Linked DNA regions of Mus musculus: region 2 is linked to region 1. Evidence: chromatin contacts called from public HiChIP or PLAC-seq data. All regions are on one chromosome and are shown on one strand. Each heading gives the region's core, a stretch centred on a gene start, on an enhancer-like site or on the middle of the called end of the contact. The rest is flanking DNA. Distances are from core to core; before and after follow the strand shown. Region 1 has its middle 78 kb from the start of Gm22286. Region 2 overlaps Cadm1 (cell adhesion molecule 1).

Region 1 (6,259 bases), core at 17-2,516:
TAGAAATTTTGGGTTGCCACAAGTGTGGAGGATGCTGTGGCATCTAGTGGCCAGGCTCCATGCTAAATATTCCTCAGTGCTCTGTGTACTCCCAGAATAAAGAATGAGCTGGCCCAAATATCAATCCTGTGAGAAACCCTCAATTACTTTCTCCCTCCTGGCCTTCCAAGATTGGAATCCTGCATGGGTGGGTACAGCCACAGTGTTGGGAAGCCACCCATGGCTGGCCCCCAGGGACCTGGATATTTGTTCGTGAGATGACCTCCTTGTCCTCTATGCCCTAGACAAGCCCACTGAAATAATTAAGTCCAAAAAACCTAGGCTATTTCCTGAATACCAGTTGCTGTCTCATCTGAGTGCCCTCTGGCTGTGAGGGGGGTGGGGGTGGGGTGGGGGTGGAGGTGGGAGGATGTCAGAGGAAGAAAGATAAACTCCAGATCTGGAGGAGAAGTGGCTCAGACAAGTCAGTGCCCAGGAGGTATGAAAAGTTCTACTCCCCACCCTCACCCTGCCTCCAACCAGCAGAGCTTTCTTTTCCACCAGCAAACGAGACAAAACATCAGGCACACAGAGGTGGCAAATGTGGCTGTCTGTGATTAGAGAAGTCTGAAGCTGTATCAGAGGAACTCTGGTCATATGAACATGACTAAGTTCAAACCCTTCTAGAGTAGAAGAGTTTGTAAAGGGTACAGGGAGTAAGGGAGACTAAGGGCTGGGGATATACTCTCCTGTGAGGCTCAGGGTACAGTACTTGCTCAAAGCCCTTGGGTTCTAACCCAAGCATGGCCAGAGAAAGTAAAGGCGGGAGGGAGGAAAGAAGGAAAACACATGAGCCATGGGAGGGGAATTCAGGACAAACAGAAAATCTTTAAGATCAACAAATGTCCTGTAAATGTCTGTTCATGGTTGGGAGATCAGGACAAAGATCAGGAGGCTTCCTTCTGTGGAATGAATGCTCTCCTGTCCTTTCCTGTGATTGACAAACTGACAGAAGATGCTGGGGTGTGGTTTAGCTCTTCCCTTTGTCTTTAGGAAACCACAGAGAGTGGGAGTCAGCCGCTATAGACCAAGCAGGAGATTTAACAGTGACAGTTTGGGGGCGACTCATGACTGATCATCACTTCCTAAGACTAGATATGCAAATCTTCTTAATTTCGGGGTTCGGCGTGGAGAACTCTTGTTGCTGGGCTCTGAGTCATATCCTCTAGTCTAGCTTCGATTAGCCATTAAGCTGGCATTTGGAACTCTGTGGTCTGACTCATCTGTCTCTCCTGTAGCTGGGAACAGGTTTGTCCCTTCCTAGGATGTGACACCCTTAGATGTTTACCTTGTCCTGGGTTCCTCCTCCTCTGCTTCTTAGTTGATTCATGTGTTTATCCATCTCTTGCCTGCCCCCGTAAACACCCTTCCCACTCCTAGCCAGTCCCTGCAGACTGCAAACTTCTTGAGACCAGAAACTAAGTCTTTTGTTCATGAATTTTATGTCTACAGCAGTGTTGAGCTAAGACTTAGCTACTAAGCAGATATAAAAAAATGATATTTGAGGCTGGGGAAATGGCTCAGCTGTTAAGAGAACTGGCCGTTCTTCCAGTGGACCCGGATTTAATTCCCAGCACCCACATGGCAGCTCAGAACTGTCTGCAATTCCAGTTCTGTCCAAAAAATCTGACGCCCTCACACATGCAGGCAGAATACCAATGCATATAAAATAATTTTTTAAAAAAATTAATTTTAAAAACTTTAAAAATCATTGAATAAATAGAATGAATAAAAGACTTTGAAATGCCTTGGTATTACATAAGACCCCAGGACCTTCCCACAACCCTAGGAGAAAAAGCCTCCTTGACAGAGATTACACATCCCATGTTCTCAGAGGTACAGGAACTGAAGCATTGGATTTAGGAAGACATAAAGAAAATTTCTTGTGGCCAGATTTGTAAATGAGATTCCTACCCATGAAACATGATTTAAGATGGGGGAACTGAGGCATGCCAATGGTATCATTTTTTCCTAAGGATTCCAAATCCTTGGGATGCTACCGTTTCTTCTATAGTCTTCTTTAGGGACCTACAGAGACAATTTGGTCCCTGGTCCTCCTTCATAGTGACAGTCGCTGAATATTGTCCTCTCTCTGGCTCTATCAGTCCCTATAGTTTTCTGTCACACTCAGTCAGTAGCCTTATAGTCAGATACTAGCAGGAAAGTGTTGCTGGCTGTCATGCCTCACTACAAGTTAATTTATCTTTTTGGGAAATGTATCTGCCCTGTTACTGACCACGCCTTGGCTGCCATATTCAGGAAGCCATCGGGATCGTGCCTGAACATCCCGGACCCTGCTTATAAATCTGATATATGAAACAAATATTTCCTACTAAAACCACAAGAAGAGAGATCAACAAGCACACATGTGCGATCTCTCCTGTAAGGGTGTAAAGCAAAAATCGGAACGCATGCTTGGCTAGGAGCCGGCTCAGTTGGTAAAGTGCTTACTGCTCAAGCATGAGTTTGGATCTTCAACACTCAGGGAAAAACAGCTGGGTAGATCAGCAGTGAAGCCACTTGGCACCAACCTCCGGCTTCCACATACATATCGATAAACAAAGGAAAAGCATGAAGAAAAATAAAAGGGTATGTTGGGGGCAGACTGTGGCAGCGCCGTTATCTTGAGTCTTTGCCAAATCCTCAACCTGGGTTAGACCGTCAGGTAATAGATGAGGTTTAGCTGAAATGGGGGACCAGGAAAAGCTTTGTTGATACAAAATAAAAGAGTGTGTTAACTGTCCCATCTCCTGACCTCAACGAGGGGAAAGAGCCAGATCCCAGTGAATCTTAACTACCCATCTTCCATCTCTTCCCCATCCTCCCCCCAAGTCCTTTCTCTGTTATCTAATAAGTGTTCTTGGAGGCTTATGTTCTTTGCTTATTGTATTTGGCTCAGAAACATATTTCGTTTCTCTACAACCTTAGGCAAATGCTCTGCAATCCATTTGTTTGCCTGAAAGCACTCTGATATCCATTTGTTTGCCTGAACTGCCGCCATCACACCTAATGTCATTTTCTAATGAGCTTCAGACGGGTCACTAGGCACAGCAAGAATGTCACTTCTTGGTGGATCCAGTGCTTACAGCCTGGTCAACTCCCATCTTGGCCAGAAGTCTTGTCCCAGCCACAGTGACAGGCCTCGGGGACACCTAAACAGTTCCACAGTTTTATTATGCTCATTTCTGAAGTGACTCTGGAATCCACCTGAGACTCGACTCCATTCCAGGGAATTTATATCTCAAAAGGCAATTTATTTGAATGTCAGTGGACCAGAATAAGTGGCTCAGAAGTTACCTGTGTCTTATTTATTTCTGCAGCAGAATCAACACAAAGATACAAAAGACACTTCCTTTCCTCCTTCCATCCTCCCACTTCCTTCCTTCCTTCCTTCCTTCCTTCCTTCCTTTTTTCCTTCCTTCCTCCCTTCCTCCTTCCTTCTTTCCTTCCTCCCCAGAACCTCCTTCTGTCCATTCCCCAGGCTTCTGTGTTTTTATGGTCTCCATTTCTTCACTGAGTTAGTGACAAACCACTTACCATTGCTTCCCAGCCAGATGCTGTTGTTTTTGTTCAAACATAGGGACAGTTGGGAGAATAAATTGTTTATGCAGAAGAGAGACCCTGGGGTACAGGATCTAGAAAGGAAAGGAGAGTCTGCCTTGGACTCAGAAGAAGCTGGTAGAGTCCTGAACAAGATAGAAAAAAGAAAAGACCTGCCTCTCCCAGAAAGGAAGACAGATGCCTGCAGAGGTCATTTGCTAGAGAAACAAAGACCTTGGTACACTGGAAAGCTGCATGGGGACCAAAGAGGACAAAGTTCTCCACACCATGGCCTTTGTTGAAGACCTTCCAAACACAGTGCCAGTGCATGTGGCCAGAGGTCTGCCACAGACTGAAGAGACTACCAGACAGCTCACTGTCACCATCTGAGAGCTGAGCGGTCCCAGTACATATAGACTAAAACCATGTCAACACTGGCCACGATGCAGAGAGTTAATTAGCTCTGTTTCTGTTTCCATTGCTCACTTGTGGTGCTAGGAACCAAACCCAATGTCTTGCTGATGCTAGGCATGTGATTTTCCACTGAGCAACACTCCCAAATCTCAAACTACTTTAAATTTGGCATAAGTGAAGAGATGTCATATTAAGATATGTTCCTAATACAAGTTCACCACCTGAGTTGGTTATCTTTTCTCATGGCTATAATAATATATTTGACAAAAGCAACTTCAGAACAGAAGGATTTATTTTGGCTCAGTCCATCATAGCAGGGAAGTCATGGTGGCGAAGGCCTAGTCTTGTTGCAATACAGTCAGGAATTAGAGAGGCGAATGCTAAAATACTGTTACTTGCTCCCTTTCCTCTTTTTATTCAGTCATCCAGTTTGTTGAAAGGCCCTACTCACATATGAGGTGGGTCATCCAGCGCCAACCCAACCTAGACTCCCCCACAACCAAGCTCAGATATTTGGTGATTCACTTTGGCAATATTAACCATCACACCATTTGGGAGGAGAAGTTGCTGGCAGTAGAGGGGGACCTCAGGAAGCAAAAGTCAGATGAGCATTCAGCAGTTCACCCTGGCTCCCAAAGGGGGCCAAGCAGGTCTGCAATCCAAACTCCCTGCATTTTGCTAGACCAATGGCTGAGCAGGTTCTGTGCTGCACAGAGTAAAAGCATTCCACCTGTCAACAAAACGCTGATTGGCCTATTGCTGAGGCAGGAAATAGAAGATGGGATTTCCGGTAGGAAGAAAGGATTCTGGGATAGTGTAAAGCTTTGGCTTAGGCATTTGTAAATATATAAGAAGTCTTTGAGTCATTATCTCAGAGAACAAAGTGGACAGGTAGAAAACCCCAAGGTTACAGATGGCAAAGCCCAGGACAACCACTCTTTAGTCTGCTGGATTTCACCCAGTCACTGACCCCCTCCAGACCTACTGCAAACTCTAACGCTTTGTTCCCTTTGATCTTTACCTCGCATTTGTGCCTGTGATTCTATTACCTCCCAGGTGGGTGTTGCTTTGACCCTGACTTCACCCTACTAGCCTTCAGGAGTGAATACATGCTTATGCTTTTGATCCTGCCTCTGTTCGATTTTAGCTCTTCTCATTTTCAACCCTCGGAGCCATGCTTCAGGCTGGAGCCAGTAGCTTCCCATCTTGAGCCTTTTGAGATTCCATACCCAACTACAAAGCAGCCTGACTACAACCACTTACTGACCTCGATCATCCGCCACAGGTCCTCCTAGGCTTTTTCTCCAGCTCACAGGTCATCACACCAGATCTCTAGCGTCACCCCAAATACCTCTAGTCTTCTGGGGGACAACTCAGATGAAAACTCTCAAGTCTTGCTGTCCTTCGTTTCAACCCCTGTAACTGCCATTCCATGATCCACCCCTGTCCTCCTAAGAAGACCTTCTGCTTAAACAGTCCAGGCTCTTACCTGCTCACGTGCGGCTCCTTCCTTACAACTTCTAGTCTCTCGAGCTCTGCCCATCCTGTGTTAGCCAGATCTTATGGTCCATCCTTTACCTGTGGAGTCAGCTATCTTGGGTGGGAGTGGGGGGGTGGGGTTAATGCTGTGAAGAGACACCATGACCAGGGAAATTCTTATAAACAAAAACATTTCATTGGGGCTGAAATACAGTTCATTATCATCATGACAAGAAGCATGGAAGTACATGGGCAGACATGGTGCTGGAGAGGTAGCTGAGAGCTCTACATCTGGACCAGCAGGGAGCAGGAAGAGAGAATGCCACTAGGCCTGACCTGGGCTTCTGAAACCTCAAAGCCCATCCCCGGTGACACCCTTCCTCCAATATGGCTGTACCTACTGCAACAAGGGCACACCTTCCAATAGCACCTCTCTCTCTTTGAGCCTACGGGAGTCATTTTATTGAAACTACCATATCAGCCATGTGACCATTTCTCCAATAACAGAGCAAATGTGTAGCATTACATAGCAGTTCTCAATGGATACAAATGTCTATCATCTTGTTCAGCAGTGTCCAGATAAGACTGAGAAAGTTGTCTAAGACTTCTAACCAGAGGCCATGATTTATCCAAGAACAGTGCATAATTTCTGGATCCCCATGGCAGGATGGGGAGTAGTGAATCAGAGTTCCTTATTCAAAACCCAAAGAAATCTACTCTACAATATTGATATGTAAAACTTGATTTGAAAAAAAAAGTATTTTATTTTAAATGTCTGTGTGGATGC
Region 2 (5,961 bases), core at 36-2,535, 260 kb after region 1:
TCTTTATTCGACTTCAGCTGTGCACACACATGCCACACCTGATAGATCTGCTCCACTCTCGGAGTTTCAAACTCTATTAGCTTCTCTTTGAAGCAGCCTTCCAATGTACACCGCCCGTGTTACACTTCCCCCATGCTTCTCTAGAAACGTCCTGTCTGCCCCCTTTCATTCCTTGGTCTCCCCTTGTTTTCCATTGTGGGAAGATGAGAGTGAGGAGGCTGGACAGCCCCTTCTGTGATACCCAGTGTCCCTCGGTGGCTATGCTTGGCCCGTACATCTCTTTTGCACAGCCTTCTTTGAGAATTTCCAAACTAGGTCCTTCCTTTGCCATCTGTTTTCCTCCTGCAACTTTGAAGTCACTGAGCATTGTTAGAAAACTTCACAAAAACTGGGGCAATTGGATCAATAAATGTGTTGAATAAGGGAATTTGTCAGCTTCATCCCCGTTCACCTGGGAGAGAGGAGCCTGGGAAAACTAAAGGCCCATGCTTCGTCTTTGTTACATCTCTATCCCAGTAGCTCTGCCTGGGTGAGTATTTGTGAATGTCATCTGGTAGGCCTCAGAAATTTGGGGCCATCTCAATTTAGCATGCTTTTATTAGAAAGCCATCCTTGGGGCCCATTTTTACCTCTTTAGAGTTACAGTCTTGGTAAAAATCTTGACAAAACCTTTCCCTAGACAGCCACTCACCCTTTGCGGTTGGGGCCTAGGCTGTGTGAATGCCTTTCTCTCGAAGCAGTGAGTGATATTTATTTATTTTATTTTTGTCAGTTGTTTCCATGGTTCATGAATTCTTTATTACAGTAGGAGTCATCAGTTGGATGGAGAATCATTGAAATTGTAGGTTTAGGACATTAGTTGGAATAACCTGAACAATGCACTTACCTTTTGGGCCCTTAATTTAATTTAAAATTAAATGGGTCTTATGATGGCAAGCTTCACAGATCTGCCTGAGGGCTTTCTGAATGGGAACGTGTGGCTCTGTGTAGGAGGCTCCTTTGTTCAGTTGGAGAGGCTAGAAAGTCTTTGCCTAAAAACACGTATTGTTTGGAGAGCACAAATAACTGAACATAATGTTAGTGAGAAGTTCCACTGGAGATTGAACTGCTGACTTCCAAGAATAGAGCAGAGTGAGAGGAAGCGCAGTGAACAGTGTCTTCTCTGTTTTCCTTAAAATACCCGTGAAATTATCTGAAAGGGCAACAAACCCCCAGAAGTAACCACAGTGAGCCCCAGGCGTGGAGCCCCTGCTGGGTTCTGGGAGGAATTGTCTCATTCTTCTCTGTTGAAATCAGATCTCACCTTCCTGACTCAGCATCCCACCCTCCTCCCTCCCCCATGGACTCCCACTCTGCCTCTAATCATGGAAACCTGGTCTCCTTGTCCTAACCTGCTCTTGCGCCATCTCCACCACTGCTGATGGTTTCCGTTGATTTGGGAAATGACTGCTGACCCGCTCGCTCGCTCATTGGCTGATGTCCTCAGCTCGCCCGCTCGCTCATTGGCTGATGTCCTCAGTCTCTTGGTGGTATGATTGGTGGAAATGACTGCTGACCCGCTCGCTCGCTCGCTCATTGGCTGATGCCCTCAGTCTCTTGGTAGTATGCAGCAGAAAGCACCTGTGATTCCGCCCATCCCTTGCCCTCAGGCAGGTCTTGGCTTGGTCTGTGACTTTATTTGTTCAGAAGGAATGTGGCTGCTGGCCAGGCTTTGACTCTGCTTTAGGAATGAGGATGTCTGCAAGGGCTTCCTTATCAGTCACCCATGCCGGGTAATTGCCCTGACTCCCTGATGGTAGGGAAGGAAGAGTGGGCTCTGGAGGTACATTCCTGCCAATTGGTCTCCCCTGTACGAAGAACAGTAGCTGTCTCCCAAGTAATCAGGGATCATCAAATTGCATTGCGGGGGGAAGTAGTCTTCAAGTGTAGCACACACTGAAGACCAAGGTCAACAAACTGAACTCAAGCCTGTAAAATCAGGAAGCTAAGTCTGGTGTTGAGGAAGAAGAATTAAAACAGAATCCTACAGCTTCAGAACCAGGTTGAGGAAATGTAGCCCATCTTTGTTAACAGGCTCGCCTTAAGACATGGCAGAACAGCCCAGGCTTGTGAACGCATAAAATGTCTAAAACAGGTTGTTTCTACCAACTGACGACTGACAAGGGGCATCCTAAGACACCAATGACAGTAACTAAATGACTGTCCTTGTAAACAAAAGACCACGAAGAGTAAACCCAGAGAAGAGATGCCGGGGACACAGGTAAGAGACTGGGGAGACACAGAGCCAACCCAGAAGTGATCAGGACTCTTAGGGAACACAGACCAAGACAGATGAACCAACTGGGATTCAGTTTTCAGAGGTGTGGGGCCTGGACCTCAGGTGTTGAGAGATGAAACTCTGCTAGGCAAGGTTTCGAATTAGAAATTAACACTGAAAAATATTGGATGATTTCTTTAAACTGGACCCTGGTAGGAACAGTCAGGGAAAGTACATGGACTGGATTGTGGGTCACCCATTGTGATCTTTTGGGGGTTTTAATTGTAAGTAGATAGAGTGCTTGAAAGTTATTGAAAGTCTGTGTAATTGATGTAAGTAATAAACTGATGAATATAGAGCTCGGTAGAGCTCTCCTACCCAGCCACAGGGAAGCAGCGCCTCCAAGCTCCTCCCCCTTCACTGCCTGCAGACACACCCACTGCCTGCAGTACCTCATTAGCATATCCCGAAATGTATGGAGCCCTTTCACAGGGCCCTTATTAGTGTACTAAGTATTAAGTGTACTCACTTAGGAATCAGGAGAGTGAATTTGAAGGTATGACCCATATGTGTCCAAATAATATCTAAAAATTGACCCTTAAAATTACAGCATTTCCTTTCAAACACTACTGATAGGAATCAGAGTTTAGAACATAAAGTGTGTTTGTGATCATATGATGTCTATTTACTGTGGCACATGGTAGATATTAAAATAGCGATGGAATTAATGATAACCTAGGAAACTTAACTAAAATTGTAAACCAGGGGGAATGTCATTCCATCCACCAATAAGGAGTTGCACCATTTCTTCCTAGTTGTCTGTCAGACTGACAGACAGACAGACAGAGTTGTGCTTATTCTGAAATCTGGACAGAACATCTGCTGTGATGTAGCACACTGAAGAGATGCTGAGATAGAGATAGGCTATGGCGGAGAACTTGGTGCTGATGCAGGGAAGGCATAAAGTAGAACGGATTTCAATGAGTCCTAATTTTTAGACTTTTAAGAGGTTAATTCCAATTGTTATTCTTGCTGTCTTCCTATCAGAGAGCTTTGGCCAATCTGGTAAGAAGCAGAGGTCAATAGAAATGATTAAGCAGCTGGAAAAATCAGCTTAGGGATAGAGGGGAGGGGTTAGTACAGCATTTATAAAAAAGAATCTGAATCTCTCAAAGTCTACGGAAACAGGAGGATAATTTAGCATGATTTGGAGAGCTGTGGAGCCAATGGCAGAAAATTGAGTACCAAAAAAAAAAGTACTTACTGAGTTTAAGACAGATCTTAATAGACAAATTAAAGAACTGCAGAGCAGTCCAGAGGAAAGTGTCATGATGTTTTAATAAAACATGCTATCCCAAAGAATGATAACAAGCAGCGTTTATGAGCACACTGTGCCCAGCACCCTGCAAGCATCCTTTTGTTTGATATCCTCAGTGATCTGTGAAATGGGACTATCACTTTCTGCTTCATTTTTCAAAGACAGCGGGATGGGGCAGTCTTATGAGGCTGGTAGGCCGTGCACACTTCATTTTGAACTTAAGTCCTGAGCTCAATCCCAGCCATACACTCGTGCTTTCTGTGCCAGGCAGTTGATGTGCTTTCCAGGGTAACCCACTTGGTTTCCCACGTGCTTAAAGAAACACGACTTGCTCTAGGAAGTTACTCCTCACGCACGTGGAAAGCAAACGTGTGCCAGGGTCCCTGTTCCCTGTTGGAGGGAGTATCCAGCAGGGGTCAGAATGGTGGCAGCATCATAGCATGCATCAGAGAGGGGGACAGTGGGACTCTCGCTTTCTAAAAGTTTACTCGTTAGCTCAAATAAATTAGTCACCTGACCTCCGTAGGGATAACACCCCCAAAAAGCAGAGAATCTGATTCCATAGTGTATATATGAAGATAACTATGTGTGTGTAGTACGTGCATAAAGTACTGTAAGGGTGGCGTGCAAATAAGAACATGTGTATAAAACCTGCGTGTGTGCGTATCGTGTGTGTGTGTGTGTAAAGTACTTAATCTTAGTACATACTCAGTGAGCAGTAGCTGACATTGTTGTTCTGATCAAGTCTTCAAGGAAATGAAGACAAATAGCCAAGGGCATTACATGGTAGTGAGTTTTTAAAAAGACTTTAATTTTGTGTGTGTATGTGTGTGTGTGCAATCCTCCCAGATTGTCTATTTAACAGTAAAACTTCTGTCCCCTTTGCACAATTGGGGAATTCACAAAAGGCTTTGGTCTTGTAGATGCAGTAGTTTGTCCGCTGCAAACCCGGCTTCTGACAAACTGAAGGCTTGCTGTGCTCTGATATGTTAGCAGGCAATGCGTGGTTTTAATATTCATGGTCTCTAAGTGCTACCGACTGACATTCGGTACTAAATGTGCAGATACGGGTGCTGAGCGAAACACAGGCGGAGGACTTGCTAATTTGTATTCTAGATGGAAATCTTAAATTAGTTTCCAAGATTTTTAAATGGATTTTTAAATGCCGGGCACATAGGAGATTGAGTTCATATTAATATTTATAAGGTTTGAGAAGATATTTAGTGAAATATTTGTATAATTTAATTTTGGTCATAATCAAGAAGAAAACCATAACAAGAAGGACATTGCACTTTAGTTTGGTGACTCTTTGTAGCTCAGAGTTAGAATTATTTTTTTCTGGAAAAACTCATGCTGACCCCTGCATGTTTAAAGAGAACTTTTTTTTAAATTTATACCCAGAAGTTAGATGTTATGTGTGTATAAATTCCTTGAGTTGGATTGTTTTATGGTAATTTTATATAAGCTAATTAGGAAATCAGTATTGATAATGATTTTTTTTTAAGCCTTCATTGATAGTCCTGCAAAACTCCATATTGTAGCTGCTTTTATATTCTGTAGTACAGGGAAGAGCACCCTGGGTTCACAGGAAACCTGCTTCCTGTGGTTTTGCTTAGGGCTAATTGAGCTTAATGTAGTTTTGTGTGCAGAAGGTATTGACTTGTGCATAGTATTTAATTTGTGTAAATATGTGTGTATGTAATGTTTGGCCCCTCCGAGTTTTATTTTAAATGTAACCCTTGAAACTGGGATAATAGAAATTCGTAGCTTAGGCCTGCTAGCAATTGCAGGTGCCAACGGTTTAAACTGCTGTAGAAATACAATTATGAGCAGCCAAGAGCAAATCTTGTTTTAAGGTCCATGTGTAATGAATGCCTGTTAGTATTATAGAATACAATTAAAAAGAGGTTTACCTCTCCTAAGCTGTGATTGGTTCTTTCTGATGGAAATGTTGAGTCCCCTGAGTAGAATGTGTATTCAGCTCTCGGTGATTTAGACACCAGTGAGCCTGGCATACTGCAGGCTTGGATAAATTCAGGGCAGTTATAGTCAAGCAGAGATGGGAAAAGACTGAAAGATTAATGAGCGAGCTTAAAACAAAGCTTCAAAAATGAGAGCAGTGCTCTGCTCGGTCTTATATAATTGTGCAGAATAGAAGTCGGTTTTGGCGGCTGTTGTTAAAAAAAATTTTAGGATCTTGGCAGAAAATGTTTATTTGTTATAAAAATCGGACCTAGAGAATGCAAGTGAAAACCTGGGTTGAAATATCCAGTTCCTGCTTGGCTGTGTAGTCCTCAGAGACACACCCTGCCCATAGCCTCTTTTATTCTTGCTTGACCAAGCCTCTTCAGTTCTCCCCACTACACCCCCCACGGAACTTCCCACT

Evidence for each region. HiChIP or PLAC-seq counts read pairs in DNA pulled down with a chosen protein or histone mark.
Region 2: a contact with region 1 is called in a FOXA1 HiChIP or PLAC-seq map of pancreatic cancer cells. The contact joins two enhancer-like sites. A contact is called at or near these places in 10 of 484 Hi-C or Micro-C datasets (the AML12 cell line, the N1E-115 cell line, cerebellum and 6 more), 3 of 115 datasets of contacts at active chromatin or transcription factors (embryonic stem cells and pancreatic cancer cells) and 1 of 9 other capture datasets (embryonic stem cells).

The regions. Positions count from the first base shown.
Region 1 is chr9:47,444,380-47,450,638 of GRCm38.p6, forward strand. No RefSeq gene overlaps it. Among named protein-coding and RNA genes, the nearest start is that of Gm22286, 78 kb to the right of the region's middle. Within about 2 kb of position 1,267, at least 27 of the 459 cell types and tissues checked have an H3K27ac peak or open chromatin away from gene starts, as enhancers often do. A contact at or near this core is called in pancreatic cancer cells, where this site is marked.
Region 2 is chr9:47,701,971-47,707,931 of GRCm38.p6, forward strand. All of the region lies in intron 1 of Cadm1 (cell adhesion molecule 1), which reads left to right. Among named protein-coding and RNA genes, the nearest start is that of Gm10677, 110 kb to the right of the region's middle. Within about 2 kb of position 1,286, at least 36 of the 459 cell types and tissues checked have an H3K27ac peak or open chromatin away from gene starts, as enhancers often do. A contact at or near this core is called in pancreatic cancer cells, where this site is marked.